Linked DNA regions of Sus scrofa: all the other regions are linked to region 3. Evidence: chromatin contacts called from public HiChIP or PLAC-seq data. All regions are on one chromosome and are shown on one strand. Each heading gives the region's core, a stretch centred on a gene start, on an enhancer-like site or on the middle of the called end of the contact. The rest is flanking DNA. Distances are from core to core; before and after follow the strand shown. Region 1 has its middle 11 kb from the start of CD69. Region 2 holds the start of LOC100520491 (killer cell lectin-like receptor subfamily B member 1B allele B). Region 3 holds the start of CLEC7A (C-type lectin domain containing 7A).

The links. HiChIP or PLAC-seq counts read pairs in DNA pulled down with a chosen protein or histone mark.
Region 1: a contact with region 3 is called in an H3K27ac HiChIP or PLAC-seq map of alveolar macrophages. The contact joins the enhancer-like site here to the promoter of CLEC7A in region 3. A contact is called at or near these places in 8 of 47 Hi-C or Micro-C datasets (alveolar macrophages, embryonic fibroblasts, heart right ventricle and 5 more) and 1 of 2 datasets of contacts at active chromatin or transcription factors (alveolar macrophages).
Region 2: an H3K27ac HiChIP or PLAC-seq map of alveolar macrophages shows a contact between it and region 3. The contact joins the promoter of LOC100520491 here to the promoter of CLEC7A in region 3. A contact is called at or near these places in 5 of 47 Hi-C or Micro-C datasets (alveolar macrophages, heart right ventricle, omental adipose tissue and 2 more) and 1 of 2 datasets of contacts at active chromatin or transcription factors (alveolar macrophages).

The regions. Positions count from the first base shown.
Region 1 is chr5:62,086,674-62,091,282 of Sscrofa11.1, forward strand. No RefSeq gene overlaps it. Among named protein-coding and RNA genes, the nearest start is that of CD69, 11 kb to the left of the region's middle. Within about 2 kb of position 2,903, at least 2 of the 83 cell types and tissues checked have an H3K27ac peak or open chromatin away from gene starts, as enhancers often do. A contact at or near this core is called in alveolar macrophages, where this site is marked.
Region 2 is chr5:62,103,284-62,108,008 of Sscrofa11.1, forward strand. LOC100520491 (killer cell lectin-like receptor subfamily B member 1B allele B) reads left to right here and starts at 3,416. Exons shown (of 6, transcript XM_003481689.4): 1 at 3,416-4,059. The coding sequence starts at 3,978.
Region 3 is chr5:61,831,129-61,836,110 of Sscrofa11.1, forward strand. CLEC7A (C-type lectin domain containing 7A) reads left to right here and starts at 1,899. Exons shown (of 4, transcript NM_001145866.1): 1 at 1,899-2,001. The coding sequence starts at 1,899.

The DNA of each region.
Region 1 (4,609 bases), core at 1,653-4,152, 260 kb after region 3:
TTGTTAGAAAACAGCAGCTTGGATCCATGCCCTGAGAAATGTGCAAGCAGAAAGTGCAGCTGTTAAGAGCTCAAGTGAAGAAGAAATACTGTCCCAGTTTCATCTCTGCCACTCACTGGCTTTCCAGGTATTTTAGTTGGCACTGGGTATAAATTCAGTCAAAATTAGCTAGAAATTAAGTTAGCTAATTCAAGAAAATGGACTGAGACCAGTACTTGGCTCGAAGTGAACTGCAAGGATGTACTACATTTTAGTGATAATTATAAGTGGAAACATCATGTCATCAAACTCCCAGTATTGGCATAAAGCAGCATCACTACCTAGCATGTCTATTTCTATACAGCATTTTTTTTGGACAGACTTGTTAAAAAATTTATTTAAGGAGTGAATATTAGTCAACAACCGCTATAGTGGACAGTAGAGTTAAAATACTAAGGAAGTGTAGCATGACAACTAGCCTGGTGGAATTTATGGCCTGTTTATAAAATTAACACTAAGGTAAACATTTATATTATGGTGGCAATGAAGCCCTAGATCAGGGAATATGTAGGGTGCTATGAAAGTGTATTACAGATATCCTAATTTATTTGGCTTTGTAGTCAAATTGTTTGCTTTCAGTGATCTGTATTTTATTTGGCTGTGCCAACATAATTTCCTCTGGAAATGGGAATAATAGTTTACCTGCTTATCTCAGATAACTATAGGGATTCAATAAATTTAAGAGTATTTTTTAAAAAAGATAAAATGCCATTGAAATGTTAGATCCTATAGTCAGTATTTAAATTGATTCAAAGCTTTTATAATACTAATATAACAATTTTTTTCCAAGTTTATTCTCAATTTTCACAATTTTGACTAGATTTTCACACCTGAAAATCTATCATAACTGAGATTAAAATTCTAATAACCTTTCTAGAGAAAATATTAGAAAATAAATGACTAGAAAGGCTCTTGGTGATTATATAAACTGATATAGTTCAACCTTTGGAAAACAGTTGAAAACTTACCAAAAACCTTAAAAAACAGATTTCTCATCCTGGCTCAGCAGGAACGAATCTGACTAGTATCCATGAGGACACAGGTTTGATTCCTGGCCTTGCTCGGTGGGTTAAGGATCTGGCATTGCTGTGAGCTGTGGTGTAGGTCACAGACACAGCTTGGGTCCCCAGTTGCTGTGGCTGTGGCACAGGCCAGCGGCTGCAGCTCCAATTTGACCCCTAGTCTGGGAACCTCCGTATGCCTCAGGCGTGACCCTAAAAAGACAAAAAACAAACAAACAAACCAACAAACCTTAAAAAGATTCTTATCTTTCCTATGAGCTAAGCTTTTTTTTTTTTTGAGGAGGGGGAGCTTTAAAGAAATGATCTTGGATGTTCAAGACATAACCATAAAATTTTTTTTTTTTTTTTTTTTTTTTTTTGCTATTTCTTGGGCCGCTCCCACGCACATGGAGGTTCCCAGGCTAGGGTCAATTGGAGCTGTAGCCACTGCCTAAGCCAGAGCCACAGCAACACAGGATCCGAGCCGCGTCTGCGACCTACACCACAGCTCACGGCACCGCCGGATCATCAACCCACTGAGCAAGGGCAGGGATCGAACCCGCAACTTCATGGTTCCTAGTCGGATTCGTTAACCACTGCGCCACTAACCATAAAAAACGCCACTAACCATAAAAATATTTATCAAAGGTCTAATTTTAGTCACGATAAATCAGAAGTCACTAAATAGTCCAAAACAAGAACTAAGTTAAATAAATATGACTTTACTACATGATGAAATAATGTACTAACATTGAAAAATAATGTCAGGGAATTCCCACTGTGACACAGTCGGTTCAGGATCCATCATTGCTGCAGCTGTGGTGTAGGTCACAACTGCAGCTCAGATTTAGTCCCTGGATGGGGAACTTCCATACGCCGCAGCAGGTGTGGCTAAAAAAGAAATAATCGTGAGGAGGAATGTTTGTGTATATGAGAAACCACACAAAACGTTAGTGCTAAACCAGCTAAAATAAGAAATCCAATAAGATTGTACCCTGTTAGATATTTAAATGATCCATGTTTCTATGTGCTGAAAGAGAGACAAACACAAAGGTAAGCACAATGGTTTTTCCTGCAAGGTAAGCATACGGATCGTATTGATTTTCCTCTCTATGTTTCTCTACAGTTTCAAAACATTCTATAATGAATAGTTATTTTACTTTTAATTAAAAAAAACCTTCTATTTTAAATAAGCCTAAGTATAGTATCATTAAGGAAGTAATTTCATTATTAGAGGATAATTCTACTTTCTGGTGACCAATTGAAACGGAGTCCCCCTCCAACTGAGTTCCCTTGCTGAGTTAATGCTTCATCTCTCCATCCAAAACTTTCTGCCCATTCTTGTCCTGCCCCTGTTGCCTTCAGGATTAAGGACAATCAAAGAAAAGGGGGATTGAAACCAAGAAGAATCCTGGGGGGACCCTCCCAGGTGCAAAATTCTTTCTGTGTCCCCTGTTTCTTTCTTTCTTTTCTTTACTTTTTAGGTCTGTAGGCATGGCATAAGGAGATTCCCAGGCTAGGCGTCCAGCGGGAGCTGCAGCTGCTGACCTACACCACAGTCCACAGGATCTGAGCTGCATCTGCAACCTACACCAGAGCTCACAGCAACCCCAGATCCTTAACCCACTGAGCGAGGCCAGGGATCAAACCCATATCCTTATCAGATTCGTTTTCGCTGAGCCACAACGGGTTCCCCATTTCTTCTGTGCTGAAAAAGGACTTTAGTCTCTGAGGCCTTTCCCCAGTTCCAGTGAACAAGTTCTAGTTAACGATCAGGACAAAACAGTCACAGGATACCTAGTTCCTCCTGCAGGGATACAGATAATCTGATGCATGTCTTCGAGTTGTTCTGCAGAAACCAAAACCCACACCCACGTGGAGGGTGATGACTATATGTTGACCACAAGCCTGCAGAGCCCAGTCTGGCTGGAACCAGAATGTTGAGATTCTGGAAACATCACCCTGTTACTTCCCCCACCAACCAATCAGAATAAGATCCACAAACTGTTTGTGCATTCTATAACACTCTTTTCTAATGCTAACTTCAAAAACGCTTACCTGAAAGCATCAGAGTTTGGGTTTTTTGAGCATGAACTTACCTGTTCTTTTTGCTTGGCACCCTGCAAATAAACCTTTAATTTGCAGCAAACAGCCACTATCAACATTTGGCTTTCTTTGCAGGGGCACAGGAGTCCATGCTCTGTAGCGCAATTACAAGTATTAAATATAAGTTTGGGAGTTCCCGTCGTGGCACAGTGGTTAACGAATCCGACTAGGAACCATGAGGCTGTGGGTTCGATCCCTGACCTTGCTCAGTGGGTTAACGATCCGGCGTTGCCGTGAGCTGTAGTGTAGGTCGCAGACGCGGCTCGGATCCTGTGTTGCTGTGGCTCTGGCGTAGGCGGTGGCTACAGCTCCGATTCGACCCCTAGCCTGGGAACCTCCATATGCCGCAGGAGCGGCCCAAGAAATGGCAAAACGACAATATATATATATATATATATATATAAGTTTGTGTAAAGAATCTCCCTTTGCGGTCTTCTTTCCCAAACACTGTGTGGGCATCCACAAGCTGCAGTGTCATCTAGTGGCTGGTTAGAGTCACTGCAGTTTTGTTTTGGTTTGGTTTGTGTTGTTTCTTGGTCCAGAGGAGGTATTCAGCCTGAGAACAGTTACGGGTGTTTTTTTAAAAAACAGTTCAAAGTTTATAGGTTATATAAAGTTTCAGGGTTTCACTATAGAGATCTTGCACTTGGTTTCTGCCGCACAGTGCAGAGCATGGAGATGATTTACATCCCAGATGATAACACCTGACATGTATTTTTGTTTCATTTTGGGGTTTTTCCCAGCTTTACTGTGGTATAATTAGCATATAAAAAAATCCACCTAATTAATGTATACAGTTTGGGTGAGTTTGATCACACATATTCTCTCGTGTTACCACCACCACAATCGGGTAATAAACATACTCGTCATGTCCAGAATTTTCCTTGTGTTTTTTGGGGATTTTTTGTTTGTGTTGTGTTTCAAGAATGCAACATGAAATCTAACATCGATGAATTCAGTAAAGCTGCAAGATTCAAAATCAACATACAAAAATCAGTTGCATTTCAGATACCAGCGGCACTCTCTCCGAAAGGGAAACTTGAAAACAAGCCTATTTATAGTAGTACCAAAAAGAATAAACCATCCCATTTACAATAGTATTGAAAAGAATAAAATGAGAGTTCCCATTGTGGCTCAGCAGTAATGAACCTGACTAAGAACCATGAGGATGTGGCTTCCATACCTGGCCTTGCTCAGAGGGTTAAGGATCCAGCGTTGCCATGAGAGGTGGTGTAGGTTACAGATGAGGCTCGGATCACGCATTGCTGTGGCTGTGGTGTTGGCTGGTAGCTGCGGTTCCAATTCAACTCCTAGCCTGGGAAGCTCCATATGCCACAAGTGCAAGCCTAAAGAAAAAATGTTTAGTATGTTTGTGCGTGCGTATATGTGTGTGTGTGTGTGTATGCATACATAATTACAACCAGCATACAGAGAAGTGCACATTATAAATGTACACTCATTTT
Region 2 (4,725 bases), core at 2,166-4,665, 270 kb after region 3:
ACTTTGTCTCTGATGCACTTCCAGGCTGCAATAGAACCTCATGCATTCTCTGTTGGAAAATTTTTTGCTTCATATATAAAATGGTAGTCAGTGGTTGGTTTACCAATCTAAACTTTTACATTCAGTCAAGCTACATTTCAAGTTCACAAGTGTAAAAAACCCATTCAGACAAATTCCTGAAAACTATAATTTCTCTCTGTCTCTGATATAGATGTTGTCTTTGCTGACAAAAATCTCTTGACCCTACTTTGAACAAATTTCTGGGCTGATAATAAGTCAATGTTTCAGGTATTTTTGACACAACTTTCTAGTTAGAGACAGGTCCCTCTACTTGTGCTTCAACCTCAGTCTATGTGTATTTGAAGTGAATGATCCTATGGTTTCTTTTAAGGTAAAGTTTTACTCTTTATTTTAAAATATAGTTCCTCTTTTTGCAACTGACAATGCTGATTTGCACAACTTCCTTTTCTTAGATATTGCCTGATATGTGGTTAATTTCTTAACACACCGTATAATCTGTTCTGTATCTTTGACATTTAACATTATGGACATTAATCTTTTATTGTGCTTTTGTATCTTATTTTTCTGCGTTGTACCTTAATAATACTGGTAGAAAAAGGGGCTTTTCCAAATTCTTAAGAATGCATACAATTTATTATTAAATATATTTCCTTAAGCATTACTATTTTAGTCCCTTTTTCTAAACACAAAATATCTATTTTAATGGCACTTAAATTAATTAATGGAAGAAGAAAAATAAAATAAAGCACCATAAAAGGGTGAGGAAGAAGTTAGAGAAATACCATGGTAAATGTAAAAGGAAGCCGGTGATGTGCAAGAGAAAAATAGGCGTATTTACAGTTTAACATGTTACAATATCCCATATCCTATGATAGTCCTTCATATCGTATCTGTTGTAGATTAGAATATTGGCATTAAAAGATAAATTTGTCCAGACTTCTTTAGCTGCTACCTTTTTTAAGTCAAGATTCAGGCCTAGGCTTTTAAAATTACAAAGCCAACACTCTTACAATGGACTATGATGGAAAGTTGAAACTAAATAATACAGGAAAAATGAAACAAACTAATTTAGCCACATAATATTCACCTTGAAAAAACATTTTAAAAGAATATGATATGAATATAAAGATGTTTAAAATGGATAGCACTATGGATTAAGAAGAATCAGACTTAAAATCAGTCAGAAAATTTAGCAAACACATGCAAAAATGCTTTCAGATATTACAGAACAGAAAGCTCAGGACTGTGTTCCTTCAGAAAAGGGAAGCAAAAAGAGTTCCTGTCCTGGCTCAGTGGTTAATGAACCCAACAATTATCCATGAGCATGGGGGTTTTATCCCTGGCCTTGCTCAGTGGATTAAAGGATCCAGCATTGACATGAGCTGTGGTGTAGTTCACAAACATGGCTTGGATCCTGCTTTGCTGTGGCTGTGGTATAGTAGAAAGAAATAAAATGAGAAAGAAAGGAAGAAAGGAAGAGAAGCAAAAAAGAAGAGCGCTAAGATGACTCCAGATTTCGCTGGGAGTGATTTTCCATAATACAGAAGCAGGAAGAACTATCCAAAGAGAGCTAGCAGCCTCATTGAAATTGAGGAGACAAAGATAAGGGTTTGAGGAATCTGGGGCAGTTGAGAGAGTTAAAAAAAAAAAAAAAGTTCCCTTAATTCTACTGAATACTGATATTCATAGAGTTAGGATGAAAATGCACAAGTCTGGGTAAATGACATCAAAGCAGTTATCTGCAGACCAATTCAAAATTATCAGATGCCACTTTACCCTGCCCCCGTGGGACAGCCATGAGCAACAAGATGAAAATTAACAAGTGTGATAAGGCTGTGAGGAGACATACATTGACAATGAGAATGTGAAATCTTTTCAAGTTTTACGAGAATTTGTACTACTGATTTTTATATATTCCTGTTTTTGAGGTGACAAAATCTTGGGAAATCATTGAGTTATGATGGCATTTCAACATTGATCCTCCTCAAGCTCAAATCAGTACTCTAACCTAATGATGACTTGTCTCTGGTTTACTGTCCTTTAAATGTCAGCTCTATTTTCTCAGAAGTTGTGTGTTTACAATGAGTTAGTGCTTTTCCTCAGTGTGAGCGGTGGTCTGTCTCTTGATTTTGGTGTACGTGTTTTATTCCAAATAACTAAATCTGTAGTCTACTCTGTACGTGTGCTCTTAACTGTTAATTTTGTTCGTGATTATTTTATCTTGCTTGAAGACTGATTCATACTTCTTCATTTGATAAAGATAGGGTTTTTTCCTGCTTATAAAAAAAAGACTGTAAAATGGTGAAGCCTCAGTAGAAAATAGTTGGACCATTTTCAAAAGTTTAAACATAGTTACTAAATGACCCAACAATTCCACTCCTAAGTATATATCCAAAAAAAAAATCAAATCCATATGCAAATGTTCATAGCAGCACTGCTAATAAATGCCCCAAAGTAGAAACACATCAAATACCCATCAAATGATAAATGTATAATCAAAGCATGATATATCCATACAGTAAGATATCCTTCTACTATAACAAGGAATGACATACTGAAATACTACAATCTGGATGAGACTTGAAAACATTGAATGAAACAGCCCGACTCAAAACTGTGTGACAGTCTACTTATGTGAAATGTCCAGAATCCTCACATCATGTCAACTATATCAATATAAAGATGTTACATAAAAATCATGCAACTGGCAGCCCCATTATTCTTCTTCTCAGAAGAACCTGTTTGTTCACTGTTCTAAATCATCACTGGTAAATATTCTTTGTCTGGGATTAGTAGCCACATATCTTAAATGGCTTCTGTTGCCTTTTTTCTTTCAAGGAGGCTAACTTGGATTTCAGCACCTCCATTAGTTCAGAGATTATAGTGAACTCCTCCAGATGTAAGCAGCACACTAAAAAAAAAGTGCTTTTTTTTTTTTCTTTCTTTCTTTTCTTTTTATGGCTGCACCTGCAGCATGTGGTTCCCAGGCTAGAGGTCAAATTGGAGCTGCAGCTGCCAGCCTCTACCACACTCTCAGCAACACCAGATTCAAGCTGCGTATTAGACCTATGTCACAGCGTGTGACAATGCTGGATCCTTAACCCACTGGATCAAGGCCAGGGATCAAACTCGCATCCTCACAAACATTATGTCAGGCTCTTAACCCAGTGAGCCACAACAGGAACTCCAGCACCTAAAACATCTTGATCTTTTCTTTTAAGGTCCTTAAGTAAAGAGACGCTTAAGGTTCATCTAAGTAAACATGCAGTCAGATATTTCCAAAAACATTGCTTTGCCACAAATTGATGGCTGGAATAAGAAAATGCTGACTATCCTGTCCTCCTACTAAATTTAGAATCTCCAAATTTAGGACCTGAAACATGCAACACTATACTTCTCTAATGAGTTAGTGCACAGTGATAAGCAAAGAAAGTTCTCAAACATCTATTTTCCCTCTAGAGTAAGGTTTAGTGTCTATCAATTCTTTCTATTCCACTCACAATAGTATCTCTCTCTCTTTTTTTGTTGTTCTCTCCCTCAAATTGCCATTCTGCTTTGAAGAAAATACTAGAAGGTCATAGAGTTTCTGCCGGAGAGCGTGTCTAAGAAAAAAGAGGAAGTGGTTCATAGTTAAGTAGAACAATATCTTCTGTAATATCATTAAAGATTAAAATGATTCCAAACATAGGCGGAATACTAACTGTAGAGCAAAAAACTACGGCTTAAATAGTCCTTTTCTTCTATGACATGCAAGGGTTCAAAAATCTATTACCTTGATTAATAAGGCTGAACACATTGCTTTTGAGTGTTATTCATCGGAGAAACAAACCAAACTCGGGAGAGGGGAAGAAAATCATCCTTATCAATTTATCTAACTTACAGGAAGTTTGCCAACATATGGGACTCCCTTCAGCAGAATATCACTAGTGGGCTTCTCTCTCGTTTTAACATAGGCAATGGCTGGAGATATAGTCTATGCTGACATCAACATTGCCAGGACTCTTTCTTCGGAACATTCCTCTTCAGTACAGAGATCCGGTAAGTTGGATTTAGGACTCATTAAACTTAATACTTTACTTTTAATTTCCCTTATTGCTGCCCTGTGTCTATATTTGCCTTACTGGAAATAGTGAAGAGACTGGATTCAAAGCAGAACTTACTGAATGCAAGAATGAAAGTCAATGTTTTTAGTGACACAAAATGTTCGTAAAGTTAATTTTAATTTTAGCCTTAATATGTAGAATTTCGCTTTGGGTTTTCATAGACCCTCTATTCTTTATATTTGTTGTGGTGAACATTTATTATACTTACATCAATCCTCATGTCTCCTTTCTCCTCTACAGCTTTACTCACTCCAATCAAATCTTCCCTTTTAAAATAGTTTGATCAATTTATTTACACTGAGGAAAATATCTCTGGCAATGATTCGCAATGTTATTTATCCTTTTGGAATTTGAATATTGGTAGGATAAAAATGTTAAGCTAAAGACACAAAATATTAGTATTTTATTTCCTGAAGTTTAGGATTGATGACTGAGTAAGAGAATATTTTTGGAACATAAATAGATAGGCATACAGCTAAAGAGAACACTGTACCTTAATCACAAACCACCTCGAAAATAATAAATTTTCAAATCCAGTGTATTTTCTATATACATTATATACACATGAAGCATTAGAGAAATTTCTGTATTTCTTTCCTAT
Region 3 (4,982 bases), core at 649-3,148:
CGGCGTTGCCGTGAGCTGTGGTGTGGGTTGCAGACGCGGCTCGGATCCTGCGTTGCTGTGGCTCTGGCGTAGGCCGGTGGCTACAGCTCCGATTGGACCCCTAGCCTGGGAACCTCCATATGCCGCGGGAGCGGCCCAAGAAATAGCAACAACAACAAAAGACAAAAAGACAAAAGACAAAAAAAAAAAAAAAAAAAATGGAGAAGTTTGTTTCTCTTTTGGAAAAAAGATCAATTAATAAATCTAGATGGTCTTATCACATGGATTAACCCTCTCAAGACCACTCAGTACCTTTCCCTTAGCACACCCCAGTCTTTAAAAAGTCTCTAGTCTCCTCTTTTGGGGAAGTCGAGTTCAGTTTATTTGGGGCCTTCTTTTCTGTTGTAATCATATAACTGAACAAAATCTGTCCTTGCTGCTTTAATGAGGGCCTAGGGTTTTTTGTCTTCGACAACTGCCAGATATCTCCTTCACTCTGTTTGCTTCAAAATCTTGTGAATGGGTTGAGTACCTCTAGTTTCCAGCAATGATAAGTGTTTTCCATATCTCATTAATTTGGGAATTACTATGGAAATCGGAAAAGAGGAAACATCAAGTATTTAATATAATATTCAGTCCCAGAATTCTCTATAAGCTGTTACTTGCCATGTAAGCGTATGGAATGGTAGCATAACAGAAGAGGTCATGGGTTTAGCAGTAAGAGTAGACTTTGGTTTCATTCCTTGCAATATTTTTAGTAGTTTCTTAAAATTGAGCAAGTGGATAAAATTTCTATGTCTCATTTTTGTCATTTGAAAATAGGACTAAACAACAAGGTCCTACACTATGACACAGGGAACTATATTCAATGTTTTGTGGGAATTCCTGTGGTGGCACAGCAGAAATGAATCTGACCAATATCCATGAGGATGCAGGTTTGATCCCTGGCCTTGCTCAGTGGTCTGGGATCCAGCTTTGCCATGAGCTATGATGCAGGTCACAGACGTGGCTCAGATTTTGTGTTGCTGTGGCCGTGGGGGAGGCTGGCAGGTGTAGCTCCAATTTGACCCCAGCATGGGAACTTCTATATACCCATGGGTGCGTATAAATCTTGTATAAATAATAATGGAAAATTATATGAAAAATAATACATAGGACTAAAAGAAATAGGACCAGTAGTGTCTAGCTCACAGACTTGTTGGAAAACTGAGATTGTATGAGAGAACATGTAGATGGGTAGTACTTAGCTCATAGTCATTGTTGAATAAATAATGTACTACTTTGTATTATCAACCCTGACAAATCCCAAAGAGATGTGTTACAGTGTACCTTCTAATGGCATCCTTCCTATAGCTACTGTCTCTGGGTTCTTCTGTTAGTCAGTGAGATTCTTCACAGGTAATCATTTTGTTCTTCTAATCCCAGCTCTGGCCAGATGAAAAGATGGATATTTGCTAAGTGTTTACTAGAAGCGTGAGTACATGAGTAAATGAATGAATGTATAGGTCTAGCAAAGTATTGGTGAATTCAAGGTATCAAAATTATTTTAAGTTTACCTAGGCCAAGTCAACTGATGATGTCCAATTCAGTTGTGAGACTGATGAAAGCAGCCCAAGACATGAATGGTGTCATTTGTCTTACATTTGGCCTGAAACAAAGATCTATCTCGTGTGCTACCTTTTCATTTTTTATGTGACATCAGTCTCAGAAACAGGATCTGAAGGTACCAATGGGAAGTTACCACAGCCTAGTTTTCATTTCCTGCTTTTGGGTAGCTGGTCGGACTACTTGTTAATGCTTAGTAAACCAATCCCACATGATTTGACTCCTAGATCCTCTTTTGTCTAGAGGCACTTGTCTTAGGAGAAGAGAGGGATGAGCTCGCAAATGCTGTGTCAGTTTAGAAACTCACTTGAACCATGGAATACCAGTCTCCTTTAGAAAATGTGGATGAAGATGGATACACTCAGTTAGACTTCAGCTCTCACAACCTCACCAGGAGATCTGTGGTCTCCGAGAAAGGTATTTTTTTTTCTTTCTGATTTCAACATTGTCAATCTCATCAACTGAAATTGGAAGTGGAAAAGAGAGGCGAGACGTGATTTGTTGGGCTTTTATTACTATATGTTGATTTTCAGAAATCGCTGAAGATTCTTTGAATGTGCACGAAGCCTTTTCTCTCAGCAACCATTCAGTGACCAATCATTAGTACAGTTGACCCTTGAGCAACAGGGGTTTGAACTGCACAGGTCCACTTATATATGGAGGTTTTTTAATCATAAATACTACAGTGCTACACCATCTGAAGTTGACTGAATCTGTGGAAGCTGAATGTAGATATGGAGAACGTCAAATACTGAGGGTCCACCATAAGTTATAGAGGAATTTTTTCGACTGTGGGAGGGTAGATGCCCTTAACCCCAGTGATGTTCAAGTGTCAAATTTATTTAAGTTAATTATTATGATGATGAAAAATACCTACAATTTCTCTATTCTCTAGAGATGGGCACTTCCAAAGTAAGAAGTTGTACTAAGTGAGGTGAAATGCAAAGATGAAAGAATTTTGACAGGAGTGACCTACTTGATAGAAATGAGTAAATTGTAGCATGGGATTTAAGGAAAGGTAAAGCAGGGATTCCTGTCGTGGCTCAGCAGAAACAGATCTGACTAGCACCCATGAGGACGCAGGTTCGATCCCTGGCCTTGTTCACTGGGTTAAAGATCAGGTGTTGTCGTGAGCTGTGGTGTAGGTCACGGATGATGCTCAGATCTGGCGTGGCTATGGCTGTGGTGTGGGCTAGTGGCTACAGCTCCCATTTGACCCCCAACCTGGAAACCTCCATATGCCTCGGGTGTGGCCCTAAAAAAGACAAAAATAAAAAAGAAAGGCAAAGCAGTGGATATGAACAACATCAAGATACTGGAGATCAGGAGAAGAATGAAAAGATGGAAAAAACAACTTGTGATTTTGTGGAAAAGGCCAAAGAAGTCAGAAGTCTTAGGGCTTAGAAGCCCAAATCTGAATTTTTTGTATGTGTGATAATGAGGTTGATTTGATATTCTTTTTTTTTATTTTTTGTAAAGGGAGTTTTTGTATGTCAGTGAAGAAATATATGTGTTAGATAAAAATATCCCATTATCAGGACACGAGTCTTAAACCAAATGTAAAAGAAGTGAAACCTGGACAAGGGCATTGGTCTCTTTAGGAGTTCCCTTTGTGGCTTAGCGTTAACAAACCTGACTAGGATCCACGAGGATGCGGGTTTGATCCCTGGCTTCGCTCAGTGGGTTAAGGATCCGGCGTTGCCCTAAGCTGTGGTGTAGGTCACAGAGGCAGCTCAGATCCTACGTTTCTGTGGCTGTGGTGTAGGCCGGCAGAGACCTCTCTCTTCATTGAATGAGCCATTTAATCTCCCCTGTAATTCTCCTATTTGAAAATTCTCTGAAATGCTCTTAATGCCTATTCTCAATCTTGGTGTAGGGGTATTAATAGAAAATGAATTTCTTGTTATCAAGGGAGAGTTTATTCACAGGTTTTGACGTCAGAATTTGCTCCCTTCTGCTTTCTGCTCATTCATATTGCACAATTATTTTCCTCTCATCGCTTGTGCAATTCTTTCCTTGGGCAACCTGTTGGGGGAGAGTGGAAAAACTATGCAAAAGATAGGGAGGTATGTGTGTGTTTACATGTATGTGTGGTTAAACGGTGGGTTATCTAGACTGTGCTAGTAGTCTAGGTGCCTTTATGTGTGTTAACTTATTTAATTTTCATAATAACATTTTGATGTATTAGTACCCTCACTTTTCACAAAGAGAATTGAAAAAAAACAAAAACAAAAACCAGAGGGCATAATTTTCCCAAGAGCATGCAACAAATAAGAGAAAGGGGAAGATTACTCTTAGAAACCAGTGCTATTTCTGCTCCATGAAGCTGTCTCAAGAAGGAGTATGCTTTCAGGAATCCTGATAGTGTAAGACATATAAACATCAATGTGGAGCTGAAATTTAGAGTGCACAAATACCAAGGCACTGCACTCAAGTTACAGTTTCAGAAACATGAAGAGGTATTGCTAAAAGGGGAGAAAAATTCAGATTATTCCAGATGAGTAGATATTTCGGGGATCAGATTTTGATGAACTAGAGAACTGAAATGTTCCATGATCCATTATCCAGTTACTTTACTCAATTTCTGCTCTCTTTGGCTCCTCAGGACCTTGTGCTGCATCCCCTTATTGGCGACCCATTACTGTGACTTTGGGAATTTTATGCTTGTTAATGTTGGTGATAGCTGTGGTCCTGGGTACCATGGGTGAGTACTGGAGGAGATGAGCAATGGCAGATATTTAATTAAAAATGTGTAATGATCTAGGCACTCTTTTAAGAGTGTAACATAATCTTATTTAATCTGCATATTGACCTTATTGAATTAGTGCTATTAGTTCTTATTTTAGTCCTGGCATCATAAACCAGTTAATGGTAGGAACGTGATTGGATGTTTAGGCAGTATGTCTAAAAAACTCATACTTTTAACTGCAGTGATCTACTACCTTCTTGAATAGCTGGTTTCAAAGCTGTGGAATTCCTAGGGTAAATGAATGAGAGGAAACCAGCGGAGGTGAAGAAGGAAGTACAATTAGTGCTTATCTTCCTAATGAAATAAATTCTTTAAAAAGACTATAAGACATTTTTATATCTCATGATTTAAAGAAAGTGTTTTGTACCTGGTCCTTTAATCTGAATTTTTTTTTTTTTTGGATAATACCAGGAAATACTTGCAGCACTTACCAAGTACTAAGTGGATATCTTTTGATGGAGAAATAAATTTACCTAGATTTTATATCTCACCCATTCTATTGTCCATATTTTTGTGCCTTCAGAGAGTCTTTATGAAAGATTTCTTAATTAGGTGTTTATTGAGTACATTCTGTGTTATAGGCGGGTTCTCAAGAAGGTCCCATTTTTATATTTTATTTTTTTATTTATTTTTGGAAGCACCTGCTACA